2 separate regions of the Hordeum vulgare genome follow, and region 2 is linked to region 1. Evidence: chromatin contacts called from public Hi-C data. All regions are on one chromosome and are shown on one strand. Each heading gives the region's core, a stretch centred on a gene start, on an enhancer-like site or on the middle of the called end of the contact. The rest is flanking DNA. Distances are from core to core; before and after follow the strand shown. Region 1 holds the start of LOC123395704 (protein FAF-like, chloroplastic). Region 2 holds the start of LOC123398184 (trithorax group protein osa-like).

Region 1 (7,045 bases), core at 2,948-5,447:
GGGGTGGGAGGGAACTGCAACCATAGTAATCTCCCGGACATGTTCTGGGAGATGATAAGTTTCCCATGCATTGTTCGCCCATCCCTTTGGATGGTGATGGGAACTATAGCGTGGAATTTATGGAATGTGCGCAATAAACTAGTGATTGAGCATGCGATCCCATGAGGTACAGTTGATGCTATCTACAATATGTGTGGCTTCTTAAAGCACTAGAGACCGCTTAGCAAGCGACGCGATCGAGACAACATTGATGTGATCATAGTGAGACTTTGCTTGATCGCTCGGTCCATTGCTCCACCGACTCCTCCGCCACTGCCCGAACCAGATTAGCCAGCTGCTAGTAGCTCCCATGTTTCTACAAGGGTTAAATGTATTGTGCCCCCGGATAAACTAATTTATACCTTGTTGCACTCTTTTTTATGGAAAACTCTATCGTTCAGCTGGCTGATGCATGCACACCATCCGTTGCTTGCTTAGCGGTCGGCTTGATCTAATCGAGCGCTCGCCACTGACAACAAGTATCGTGCAATCAGGTTTCCTTTTATGCAACAAGCGTATTGTTTCAGAAGATTTATGCAGGTGAGGTATTTTTTCAGAAAAAAAGGGTTCGGTGGTGAAGCTTTTTCTTCAGCAATAGGCTAGTTTTAGAAGATTTCCACGACATGCTGCAATAGGGTCTTGTTTTGGAAACATGGCCCCAATTATAGGAAGTGTCGGAGGAGCTCCCGATGTGGGAGCGTACAAGGCCAAACATTGCAACATGACACATGTTTCAGAAGGATACCCTCGGTTGCAGAAATCGCTAGAGGAGTGCCCAGCATGAGAGCCCATCGTAGTTGTGCTAGAGTAGAGCCAGCTACTCGGGGTGCTGATGTTGAAAATATTCCCTAGAGGCAATGATAAAATAGTTATTATTATATTTCCTGTTTCAAGATAATCGTTTATTATCCATGCTAGAATTGTATTGAATGGAAACGCAAATACATCTGTGGATACATAGACAAAACTATGTCCCTAGTGGGCCTCTAGTTGACTAGATCATTGATAAAAGATGGTTAAGGTTTCCTAGCTATAGATAAGTGTTGTCACTTGATAACGAGATCAAATCATTAGGAGAATGATGTGATGGACAAGACCCAAACTATAAACGTAGCATGTAATCGTGTTATTTTATTGCTATTGTTTTCTGCGTGTCAAGTATACATTCCTATGACCATGAGATCATGTAACTCACTGACACTGGAGGAATGCCTTGTGTGTATCAAACGTCACAACGTAACTGTGTGACTATAAAGGCGCTCTACAGGTATCTCCGAAGGTGTCCGTTGATTTAGCATGGATCAAGACTGGGATTTGTCACTCCGTATGACGGAGAGGTATCTCAGGGCCAGTTCGGTAATACATCATCACGAACAAGACTTGCAAGCAATGTGAGTAAAGAGTTAGCCACGGGGTCTTGTATTACAGAACGAGTAAAGAGACTTGCCGGTAACGAGATTGAAATAGGTATGGAGATACCGACGATCGAATCTCGGGCAAGTAACATACCGAAGGACAACGGAAATGTTATACGAGATTAACTGAATCCTTGACATAGAGGTTCAACCAATAAGATCTTCGTAGAATATGTAGGATCCAATATGGGCATCCAGGTCCTACTATTGGATATTGACCGGAGAGTGTCTCGGTCATGTCTACATAGTTCTCGAACCCGCATGGTCTGCACACTTAAGGTTCGGTGACGTTTCGGTATAGTTGAATTATTGATGTTGGTAAACGAAGGTAGTTCGGAGTACCGGATGAGATCCCGGACGTCACACGGGTTTCCGAAATGGTCTGGAGACGAAGATTTATATATAGGAAGTATCCATTTGGCTTTCGGAAGGTTTTTGGGAATTTCCGATAAAGTACCGGGAGTGACAAATGGGTTCCGGAGTTCTACCGGGAGGGGCCACCCACCCGGGAGAGAACCAAAGAAGCCCAAGGGTGGCGCACCAGCCCTTAGTGGGCTCGTGGCCAGCCCAAAAAGGCCTATTCGGCCAAAGGGAGAAAGGAAAGGAGGGTGGGACCAAACCGAATTGGGGAAGGAGGACTCCTTCCAAGTTGTGTTGGAGGAGGACTCCTCCCTCTCCTCTTGGTTCGACCGAACCTTAGGGCCTTGTCCTAGGGCGCCACCCCTCCCCTCCCTCCTATATATAGTGAAAGCGGAGATCGTCATTGAGCTGAACATGTGCTGAACACGGAGGTGCCGTCCGTTCGGCGCTAGATCGGGACGGAGTTCGTGGGACGACTTGCGATTTGGATCGCGGAGACGTTCGACTACATCAATCGCGTTTCTTAACGCTTCTCGCTTAGCGATCTACAAAGGTATGTGGATTCGATCTCCCCTCTCGTAGATGATCATCATCATGGATAGGTCTTGCGTGTGCGTAGAATTTTTTTTGTTTCCCATGCAACGTTCCCCAACAGCTGAGTCGAAGGAGGCACGACAACTCCATCGGCCGTCGGCGCTTCATGTCCGAGGCGCTCAAGCCATGGCGGGCCAACGTTGATGTCGCAATGGACCTTTGCAACAAGGTCCTTGTTGCAAAGCTCATAAGCACAACAAGCTAGTTGTTGTGTGGGACAGTAAATCGAACGGCTGTTTCGGACGGCATTCGACGGCTGTCGAGGCGGATGATCTAATAGGTTTGTCATCCGGCGAACGGATAGCATTGCCCTTCTTTTATTCGTTTTTTAACTTTGAACTGTTTATGTTGTCGGATGTTGGCGCGATTGCTTTATTATAATATAAAGCAAAAACTTTTTTCTATGTTTTAACTTTCACAAAACAATGGGTATGCCATCGAACAAGGCATGATGTCAAAAAGATTCTGAATTTGTTTGTACTCTCAAAAAGTCAAACTTATACCGTTCCTGAATATAAGTCTTTCGAAAGGTTTCACTAATGAAATACAGGTTTCACTAATGAAATACATACGGATATATATAGACATATTTTAAAGTGTATATTGAATCATTTTGCTCCGTACGTAGATCCTTAGTAAAATCGCTTAAAAGATTTATACTGTATTTAGGAATGAAGGGAGTAAGCACAATAATTATATGTTGGATGAATGGACTGCATGATGCGGTGTTTCCAGTCTTGGTTTAGGCGTGTGCAGTGGCGCTGGCGAACTGCAGCCTGAGCCGACCGCCCTCGCGCGACGCCCGCAGGAGCTCCTTCCCGGGGATGACTACCTCCACCAACACGAATCTGCCCTCCGCACGGAACGACCGGAAGCACACGCTCGGCTTCCCGCCGCGCACGCTGATCGACCGTATCGGGGGCGGGAACGACGGCGGAACCCGCTGATTCTCCTTCTCGTCCTCGTTCGCGTCGACGACGTCCGTGTCGTTGCGTGATTCCTCCTGGCGGCGGAACGCGGCGGCTAGCTCGTCGTCGTCGTCCCTCAGTACGTCCACGGTGCTCTCGGACCCGAGCCCCTCTGTGCAGAGCAGCAGGGACGACGCGGACGGGCTCTTCTTCATGGAGAAGCTCGCGCTCCTCTTCACCGTCGGCGCGGGCTTCGACGGCCTGAGGAGCGCGTCGAGAGACGAGTCGTCCTTGCTCTTCTCGGTGACGTCGATCCACGACGAGGGCGATGCCGTGGCCGCGCGAACAGGAGGGGGTGCAGGCGGGCGCGGTGGCGGCAGGACGCCGCCCCGGGCGACGTGGTCCGGCTGCTGCTGCTGCTGCTGCTTCTCTTGGAAGTGGAGCTCGCCGAAGATCTCGGTGAAGGATGTCGTGTCGACGGGCCTCTTTGGGTGGACGCGGTTCCACGCCGACAGAGCCTCCAGCAGCGTTGGGTTCTCCGGCAGAGGCTTCTCGAACAGCCTCCTCAACCCGCCGTCCGCCGCCATGTCTATCTCCCCTGACCTTGAAATGAAATCTTTGTGCTGCAAAGAGAAAAGCTAAAACGAAACGAAATTGCACTTGATTAGGAGACTGTTTTCAGTATGAAAAAATTCGGTAAACGCACTAATGCCCAAGTGAGAAGTGACCATGCATGCCATGGAGAATCCCACAACTTTCTTGCAAATTTTCGCTCACCTGAGTGAAAACCTGCGCAGGCTGTCAATCCGGACAAGTTTTCTGAAGAATTTGCAGAAGAGATTTCTTTCTTCCTGTGCTCTTCTGGCTTGCGAGGAACGGCCAGCACATATATAGTCAGAGAAAAGGCGAGGCCAAGAAGCTTGATGCATTTTCTGTGGCTATGGAATTTGGAATCTTTCCTTCTTTTTACACAAGTGGATCGATCAAACACTGCAGATTGAGAGCAAATAGGCAGGTAAAATAAGAATACGGTGCTGTAATGCTGCAGGTCACATGGATAGATAGTGAGATGTACATCTATGAATCTGTCCTTTGGGACCATGAAATCTCTAACTTAGCACCAGCTGCTTCTGCTTTCAGTGTGTGTGTGCGCGTGCGTGGCAGTGAGAAAATTTCAGCCAGGGATTTCAGGTGATGCCAGAACCGGTACGTCGACAATGGTGCACTGGGAATAACGAAAAGAGTGAAGGAAAACAAGGCAGAATAGAATAAAGCTATCTGATTCTGATAGTTACGACGAGGGGACATATGGATGGATGGATGCCATATTGCCATGGCTCGGTGAGTGAGAGTTCAGTTCGGGCAGTTCATGTGTAGGGAAATTATTTTCTTCTGCTTCTTTGCATAAATATTATGAGGTCGGTGGCGTTGGTCCAATAAACATTTTTTTGGCAAGATCCAACAAACTAGAAGGATAAAAAGTGTGGTAGACTAGAATAGAATCTGCCCTATAGGTGAGATCATAAGATCAACTAAAAAGAACATATTCAAACAATCCAAAAAATCTGAGATTATTTAGAAACAGAAGTATGATGTATGTTTACAACTACAAAAAGAATAAGCTTAAACCTCAATCCACAATTAGAGATACAAAAATGAGAAATTCGACTGTGAAATGTCAGCTTGGTTGAATAGTATTTTACAGTATTCACATTCCATTTTGTCTTTTTTGTTTGTATAAAAGCATCTATATCGTACTGGGCAAATTCGGATCCTTGTATGTCTCTCAATGTGTTCGGGCACATCCGTGAATGCATCCAGACGGCCTCTCATATTTTGCTTCCCGCATCTACATATCTCATATATGGATTTTTAAATACATACAAAGTCGATCACGTGATCACATAAACCATTGTTACACGTAAATAAGAAATATTGGTATCGAACTTAAATAGTGTTTACATAAAATTTATTTAAAGTGCATAATCAATCATCTGCTCTTTGATTTCTGTTGTGGGTCCATATATGCTCCACCAGATCATTGAGTAGTTGCATGTGCATCTGATGATCTCGGAGATTGTAATGCATCTGCAGAAAGTTCATAAGCCATCTTGATCTTTTGGGATTTCAACTTGTTCTCCAGGTGCTTCAAAATCATTGGTTTGAGCTACACCATCATCCTCATCCTTGACGATCATATTGTACAAAGTAACACAATATGTCATCACCTGCCACAAAGTTTCTAATTCTCACATCATTGCAACCCCACAAACAATTCCTCAACGAGCTTGCAGCACTCTGAATGCCCTCTCCACATCCTTCCTAGCTGCTTCATGCATTGTTGCAAAGTGCATTTGTTTCTTGGCATGTGGTTTGGATATGGTCTTCACAAATGCAGCCAAGTGAGGAGATATGTCATCGACAAGATCATAGCCCATGTTGTAGTCTCGGCCATGGACGGTGTAGTTGCACGAAGGTGATTCCTTATTGCAAAGCCTCTTGAACACCAGAGATCATTAAAGCACGTTGGTGTCATTGTAAGAACCCGACATTCCAAAGAAAGTATGTCAAATCCTTAAGTTAAGTGATGCCACCGCTTTCGGTATGATGGCGGCCTCTCTCGTGTGACCTTGATACACTCTTCGCAAACCTTTCGGGCAGTTCTTCCATTGTGAATGCATGCAATCAATTGATCTGAGCATTCCTGGAAACCCTCTGGCCTCTCCAATAGCCAACAACTTCTCCATGTCCCACTCTTTGGTTTTCTCAGATATTCTGCTCCAAACATGACAGTAGTTTCCAGGCATGTGCTCTCCCTCATCTTGACCATCTTACCAACGACATCTGCCGCAGTACCAAGTGCAAGCATTCTCACAGCAGTCGTGCACTTCTGCTTGGCGGAGAAAGAGAGTTGACCGCGGCAATCCCTTGTGAGCTTGAAGTAGTCGGCGTGTGCCTCCACTGCGTCCATAATGCACAAAAACAATGGTTTTCACATGCGAAAACGGAGACGAAACCATGGATCATCCGGTAAAGTTGGGTTCGGAGCAAAGTAATCCTTCTGCAGTAGCTTTGCTCCGGATACCCTATCCCGATTGATCACTCTTTCCTCTTGAAATTGAGAATATTCTCCACTTGTTGGTACATTTCCTCTTGCATAGTCATGAGCATGATCACGTCCACTTCTTCGTATGAATCCGATGAATCGAAGAACTCATCTTGAATCATTTGATCAAGCTCCATCGGTCCATACTCCTCGCCGGACGAAGCATCTTAATCCATCGTTTTCCCCATAAATTTGACAAAAAATCAGGTCAAACATTGTGTCGAACACATCCAGCGCAAGGCGGAGCCAGATAGTTGCCAGACGCACAGTGGTGTCTTCCGGGCCGGCGACGACGTCCTCCGCGGTGAGGACGGGACAAAAGACTGCTCTGTCGGAGCTGGTGAGGCAAAGGCTAGGAACGGCGGCGGAGCGCGCACGATGACGGAAGTGCAAGACAAACAAAGCTGAGGAGAAAGACGAGAAGAAAGAGCAAATGAATTCAACAGTTCTATCGGGTGGATTTGATGCAATATGCGGCAGGATCATGTTGTCGGGTTCGACGTGGGGTCCTATATTTGAGCTGGTTATTAGGGGCGCCAGTCAGCCCGGACACTTCAGGTTCGTTTGAGACACCCGGTTGGGTCGAAATTTCGTGACCGATCAGTGAGTAGGCGGCGTGTCCG
Region 2 (6,693 bases), core at 4,141-6,640, 760 kb after region 1:
GGTTCCACATGAATGGAACATTGACCTTCTCCTTCAGCCACAAGGGGTTCCTCAATGGGTAGGAAGTGTCCCACGCCCATTCTTCTTACGGCTTGGGGAGGAATTTCATCACCTACATCACAAAGACCACTTTGCTCCACTTGCGAGCCATTATTCTCATCAAACTCCATGTTACATGTCTCCTCAATGAGTCATGAGGACTTGTTGAGGACACAGTAAGCGTGAGAGTTTGTAGCATAACCAACAAATATGCCCTCTTGAGCTCTAGGTTCAAATTTAGACAATCGACCACCTTTCTTAAGAATGAAACACTTACAGCCAAACACCCGGAAGTACTTGAGGTTGGGCTTGTTGTCGGTAAGAATTTCATATTGAGTCTTGTTCAAGCGTTTGTGAAGGTAGAGCCGATTGGATGCATGACATGCGGTGTTGATGGCTTTGGCCCAAAAGTTATACAGAGATTTAAACTCCGCCATCATGGTTTTTGCCACATCCATCAACGTCCAGTTCTTCCTTTCCGCCACACCATTTTGTTGAGGAGTGTAAGGTGAATAGTACCGATGCTTGATTCCTTCATCACTCAAAAATTCATTTAGTGTGTAGTTCTTGAACTCGGTGCCATTTTCACTTCTGATCATCAATGTCTTTGCATTATGTTGGCGTTGAGCTTCATTAGCAAAGTCGATGACGGTTTGTTGAGTCTCACTATTTCTCTTGAAAAAGTATACCCAGGTATATCTTGAGTAATCATCCACTATCACCAAGCAATACTTTCTTCCCTCAGGCTATCATAGGATGGGGGAGCAAAGAGATCCATGTGGATGAGCTCCAAGGTCCTTTTTGTGTAGATGATAGTCGTGGGGCAGTGAGCTGTCTCATGAATCTTTCCTTCAATACACGCACTGCAAGCAAGATCTCTCGCGAAACTCACATTTGTTAGTCCGAGAACGCGACCCCCTTTGAGGAGACTTTGCAAAAATCTCATATTGACATGGGCTAGTCGGCGATGCCAAAGTCATCCCACATCAACTTTAGCCGTTAGGCAAGTCACGAACTTAGTGGGCCGCTTCGAAAAGTAAAGCATTACATAGCGCTCCGAAAAGTAAAGCATCACATGCTTCTACTACTATTGCTACCGTTTAGCGATAAAGTAAAGCATTACATAACGCTTAATGATTGACACATAGGTCATACAATAATTAAAGACGCTCCTGTCGGTTGCCGTATGCATCCAGATGCAAGTCGATAATAACTATTACAAAACATGATCATCTCATACATCAAATATATTTCATCGTGTCTTTGGCCATATCATATCACAACATACTGTGCAAAAACAAGTTAGACGTCCTCTAATTTGTTGTTACATGTTTTACGTGGCTACTATGGGTATCTAGCAAGAACGATGCTTACCTACGCAAAGACACAGTGGTGATATGCAAGTTGCTATTTAACACTGTACAAGAACCGCCTCTATCGAATCTCATTCAACTAAAGTGGGAGAGACAGACACCCACCGGACATCTTTATCCAACAAGTTGCATGTCAGTCGATGGAACCGGTCTCTCGTACGTGGACGAGTAAGGTTGCTCCGGGCCGCTTCATCCCACAATACCGTTGAATCAAAATAAGATTAAGGAAGTAAGCAATCTGAACATCAACACACACAAACTCTTTTGTGTTCTACTCGTGCATGTTATCTACGCATAGGCCTAGCTCATGCTGCCAATGTTGGGGAACGTCGCATGTGAAACAAAAATTTTCCTACGCTCACCAAGATCAATCTATGGAGATCGACATCTACGAGAGGGGAGTGCATCTACATACCCTTGTAGATCGCTAAGTGGAAGCGTATATAACGCGATTGATGTAGTCATATGTCTTCACGATCCAATCGCAATCCGTCCCGATCAAGCGTCGAACGGACGACACCTCCGCGTTCCGCACACATACGGCTCGATGACATCTCCTCCTTCCTGATCCAACAAGAGAGGAAGGAGAAGTAGATGGGATCTCAATCAACACGAAAACATGGTGGAGATGATGGTGGAGCAATGCCAACGGGGCTTCACCAAGCGCTACCGGAACCGATCTGAGGAGAAAACGGAGTTATGGGAGAGGTAGGGCTGCCACCGGGGCATGGGAATTGGTTTGTACAACCCCTCCCTCTCTCCCACTATATATAGGAGGTAAGGGGGGGGGTCACAACCCTAACACCTCCTCCAAGGAGGGGTCATGGGCCTAGGGAGGTTTCCTCCCTCCCCAAGGCACCTAGGAGGTGCCTTCCCCTTTAGGGACTCTTCCCTCCCAACCGCATGGGCCTTTGGACGTTGCCCCAACAAGTTTTGGACGCCCCTTACAGCCCATGCACGTCCTAGGGGCTGGAGGAACCCTTCCGGACTCCTCCGCAACCCTCTAGAACCTTCCCGGTACAATACCGACAAAACCCAAAACTTTTCCGGTAGCCAAAATATGACTTCTCATATATAAATCTTTACCTCCGGATCATTCCGGAGCTCCTCGTGACGTCTGGGATCTCATCCGAGACTCTGAACAACATTCGATCACCAGCAAACATATCCCAATACTACTCTAGCGTCACCGAAATTAAGTGTGCACACCCTATGGGTTCGAGAATAATGTAGACATGACCGAGACACCTCTCTGGTCAATAACCAATAGCGGGACCTGGATGCCCATATTGGTTCCTACATATTCCACGAAGATCTTCATCGGGCAAACCACGATGCCAAGGATTCAATCAATCCCGTATGCAGTTCCCTTTGTTCAACGGTATGTTACTTGTCCGAGATTCGATCATCGGTATCTCCATACCTATTTCAATATTGTTACCGGAAAGTCTCTTTACTTGTTCCGTAATACAAGATCCCATGACTAACCCCTTAGCCACATTGCTTGCAATCTTATTGTGACGTTGCATTACCGAGTGGGCCCCGAGATACCTCTCCATCATACGGAGTGACAAATCCTAGTCTTAATCCATGCCAACTCCACAGACACCCTCGGAGATACCTGTAGAGCATCTTTATAGTCACCCAATTACGTTGTGACATTTAATACACACAAGGCATTCCTCCGGTGGCGGGGAGCTGCATAATCTCATTGTTATAGAAACATATACAATGACATGGATAAAGCAGTCGTAATAAACTAATACGATCAGATGCTATGCTTACGGTTGGGTCTTATCCATCACATCATTCTCCTAATGATGTGACCCCGTTATTAAATGACAACTCATATCTATGGTTAGGAAACCTTAACCATCTTTGATCAACGAGCTAGTCTAGTAGAGGCTCACTAGGGACACTGTGTTGTCTATGTATCCACACATGTATTTGAGTTTCCAATCAATACAATTATAGCATCGATAATAAACGACTATCATGAACAAGGAAATATGGTAATAATTAATTTATTATTGCCTCTAGGGCATATTTCCAACAAAAAAGGCATGAGGTAACTAAGGAAAACATTGAACGTATGAATGCTAAATACAAACTTGTTGGAGATAAGGGTAGAAAACATGCTGTCTTCGCACCTAGAGATCTTGTTTGGTTACATTTGCATAAGGATAGATTTATTGATTTGCATAGATTTTGGGGTTAACATTGCAGATTTGAAGCCTCATTTGAGTGAGGAAGATGAGCTTCCGTCAAGGACGACTACATTTCAAGAAGGGGAGGATGATGAGGACATCAATACCATTATTACACCAACAACCCCTGGAACTATACATACTGGACCAGTTACTAGAGCTCACACACGCTAATTGAATTACCAGGTACTTTCATTTCTTAGAAATCCTTCTAACGTTCATGAACATATGATGCTGCCTAAATTAGATACTTTTCTTTTACTTATGAATGAAGGACCTAGCATGGACAACAAGGATGTCCATTGGAATGGAATCAATCATGTAGAAGAAGTGCGTGCGCGGGAAAGAACAATAGAGTTTCCACTAGTGATTTTCGCACTTTGAAGACGCCATAAGGAGAGCATGAAGGCTTGGAAGGAATATACAAGATGCCACTTCATAAATTTCGTCCATAGGTTATTATAGGTGCTTTGTCACCTTATTTTCGGGCCAGGCCCATGTATTTTTGAAATACCATATTATAGGTTGTTTTAGAGTCTGCATGTGTGGAGAAACCTAGTTAGGGTTGGTTTCGGACCCCTCCTTCAAGGGGTCACGGAATTCCCCTCTATTCCATCACATATATAGCCTTAGGACACCGTTTAGACTTGAGTTTTGTTTAAATTATAAGTTCTCCATAGCTGCAACTTTGTGTGCCTCGTTTGTGTTCCACGACCAGGACAAGACGTCACAGAACTCCACTTTCATCAATAAATCTTTCCTCTTACATTCGCAATATCAATATTGCAATTCCAGTTTTTTACATGTTCTTCGTCTGCGTGCAAGAAACAGACCCTCATGGTCAGGTTGATCATGCTCCGACATGGTTAATAACCTCTCGAAGTTGGTTTAACGATTTCTAGGACACGATGTCTTCACACGTTCATAGTCTGATCGTCAAAGTCTACTCCACCATAAACGATAGTCACATCTCATCGAAAGAGAGGGACAACTTTGCCTCTATCATTTCCATCCCACGAATCCATCATGTTGCTACAAATGTGCGGAAAAAGCTCAGAAAACATTCTAGGCATCTCATTGAATCCATGGTGTGGTGAGGTTTACGACAGACAGACTAGAGCGTACCAGGGTGGCCTTCGATGCAACAGTCGCGTTCGGGGTCGGAGTTCCATTTGAGGTTGCATGGGGACGACAACAAAGCTCCGTGTGAGAGCATGACAGGGAGGGAGCATCGGGGACTCAAACATAACATGAGAGGAAGAGGGCACGCTAGGGGCGAGGGAGTGGATGCTGACTTGGGAGGATTGGAGTGGGTGTGATGCGATAGATGCGTCTTGATGATCCAAAATCCACTTCATTAAGGACGATGTCCGAGGTGTCTGTCCGGACATAAGACGGTTTGGAGGTTAAGTTGAGATGTTCTACAAGTATATTTTACTTGTGATTGGGCAAAGTCTAGTGTTTTTTACTTGCGAGGGAAAAGGTTATAGTTTAACATTACTTTGAATGTGTAGTTTTTTAAACAACTTGAAATATTTAATTATTTGTGGAGCGACTTACTCCCTCCGTTCTAAAATAAGTGAGTTAGTACAAAGTTGTACTAAGCTTGAGACAGTTATTTTGCGATAGAGGGAATATTAAATGGAAAATCATATGGAAGTGTTTTTCATGAGGGCATGACCTATTATAAAACCTTTTACACGGAGAACCCTTGCAAAAATCCAATATTCATATTCTGGTGAGGCTGTCCTGGCGAACCAAAGGTAACCCTTGTACACCCAAATCCTCCCCACAGCACCGTCCCGGGGTCCGTCGCCGCCGAAACCCCTCCCCTCTTCTTCCTCCTCCTCCACCACCATCACCACCACCTACACCAAAGTGCGCCTGCCTTCTCGAAACGTAGCAACTAGTTTGTCTCGCGATCTCCCTCCCCGACCCCTTGTCCTGCTGCTGGGCTGGTGTGGCCGGGAGGCGATTCTCTCTGCCGGTAAGGAAGCCCTAGCTTGTTCGGACATTTGTGTGGGCGAGGAACAGCCGAATCAAATCAGACAAATCCCCCTTTTAAGGATCGATGGGACGTTCGGGTGCATCCGCCCATCTATTTTGATGCATATTTTCCTCAACGAATGCTACTTTTGATTGAGATCCCTAATCAATACTAAGTCATAGCTGTTTATATCCAGTAAACAAATCGGGGATTCGTTCAGCTGAACCCCCGTTTCCCCTGTTAAGTCCGACGCTAGATATAGATTTCAGTTCTCCTTAGTGAATGCCCCCTTATGTGCACTAGATACATACTTGGTCCTTTTCATGTACAGTATATGTTCACTGGCTTTACTGCTGCTGATAGCTTGATAGATTGCTTTATTGCTTTCACATTTGTGAATTTGTTTGGAAAGGATCGGTGTTGATGTGCGGATTGGTGTTTGTACTTACTTTTGATCCGCACCCTCTTTGTTTGCCTCTTGTGGGTGTGTTATACCTCAATGTCAACATTATTCTTAGGGCATGTCTGCCTGCCAGTATTTTGTACTCCCTCCGTCCGGAAATACTTGTCCTACAAATAGATGTATCTAGACTTATTTTAGTTATAGATACATCCATTTTGTACATTTCTAGGACAAGTATTTCCGGACGGAGGGAGTAGACGTTTGGTACATGACTTGATCTTTTGGCTGGTGGTACCAAGCAATATCCAGCTTTTCACATAATGCAATTCATCACCAGTGTCGTTACTTTGACTCTTGGCATGTTGTTTCTGCTCAGCCTGGTAAGCTAGTTGGCTAGCTTCCTAACCTTGATAACCTGTCTGCCGCCACAATCTTTATTGTAAACAGTTAGTAAGGTGTTTCAGCTTTATAATTTTGTTTGTTACTTTGATTCATTTAGTATGCTGTTTCTTTTCAGATCAGTAAGCCTCGATTACTCGCTTTAATTTAATAAGATGGAAATAGTTTAACTTCAGATCTAATAATTTGTCTGTTGCTAGTGATACTCAAATTCACTCGGCGTGTCGTTTGTGCTATTATTTGTCACTAGCACAAATGCCCGTGCGTTGCAACGGGAGAGGAATT

The links. Hi-C and Micro-C count contacts between places; a contact is called where the count stands out from the background.
Region 2: a contact with region 1 is called in a Hi-C map of seedling, with 2.8 times the contacts expected there. The contact joins the promoter of LOC123398184 here to the promoter of LOC123395704 in region 1. A contact is called at or near these places in 2 of 6 Hi-C or Micro-C datasets (leaf and seedling) and 1 of 1 datasets of contacts at active chromatin or transcription factors (embryo).

Annotation. Positions count from the first base shown.
Region 1 is chr5H:290,099,928-290,106,972 of MorexV3_pseudomolecules_assembly, forward strand. LOC123395704 (protein FAF-like, chloroplastic) reads right to left here and starts at 4,198. Exons shown (of 2, transcript XM_045090736.1): 1 at 4,094-4,198; 2 at 3,034-3,954. The coding sequence starts at 3,903. The coding sequence ends at 3,151.
Region 2 is chr5H:290,857,272-290,863,964 of MorexV3_pseudomolecules_assembly, forward strand. It overlaps LOC123398184 (trithorax group protein osa-like), which reads left to right and starts at 5,391. Exons shown (of 10, transcript XR_006610103.1): 1 at 5,391-5,606.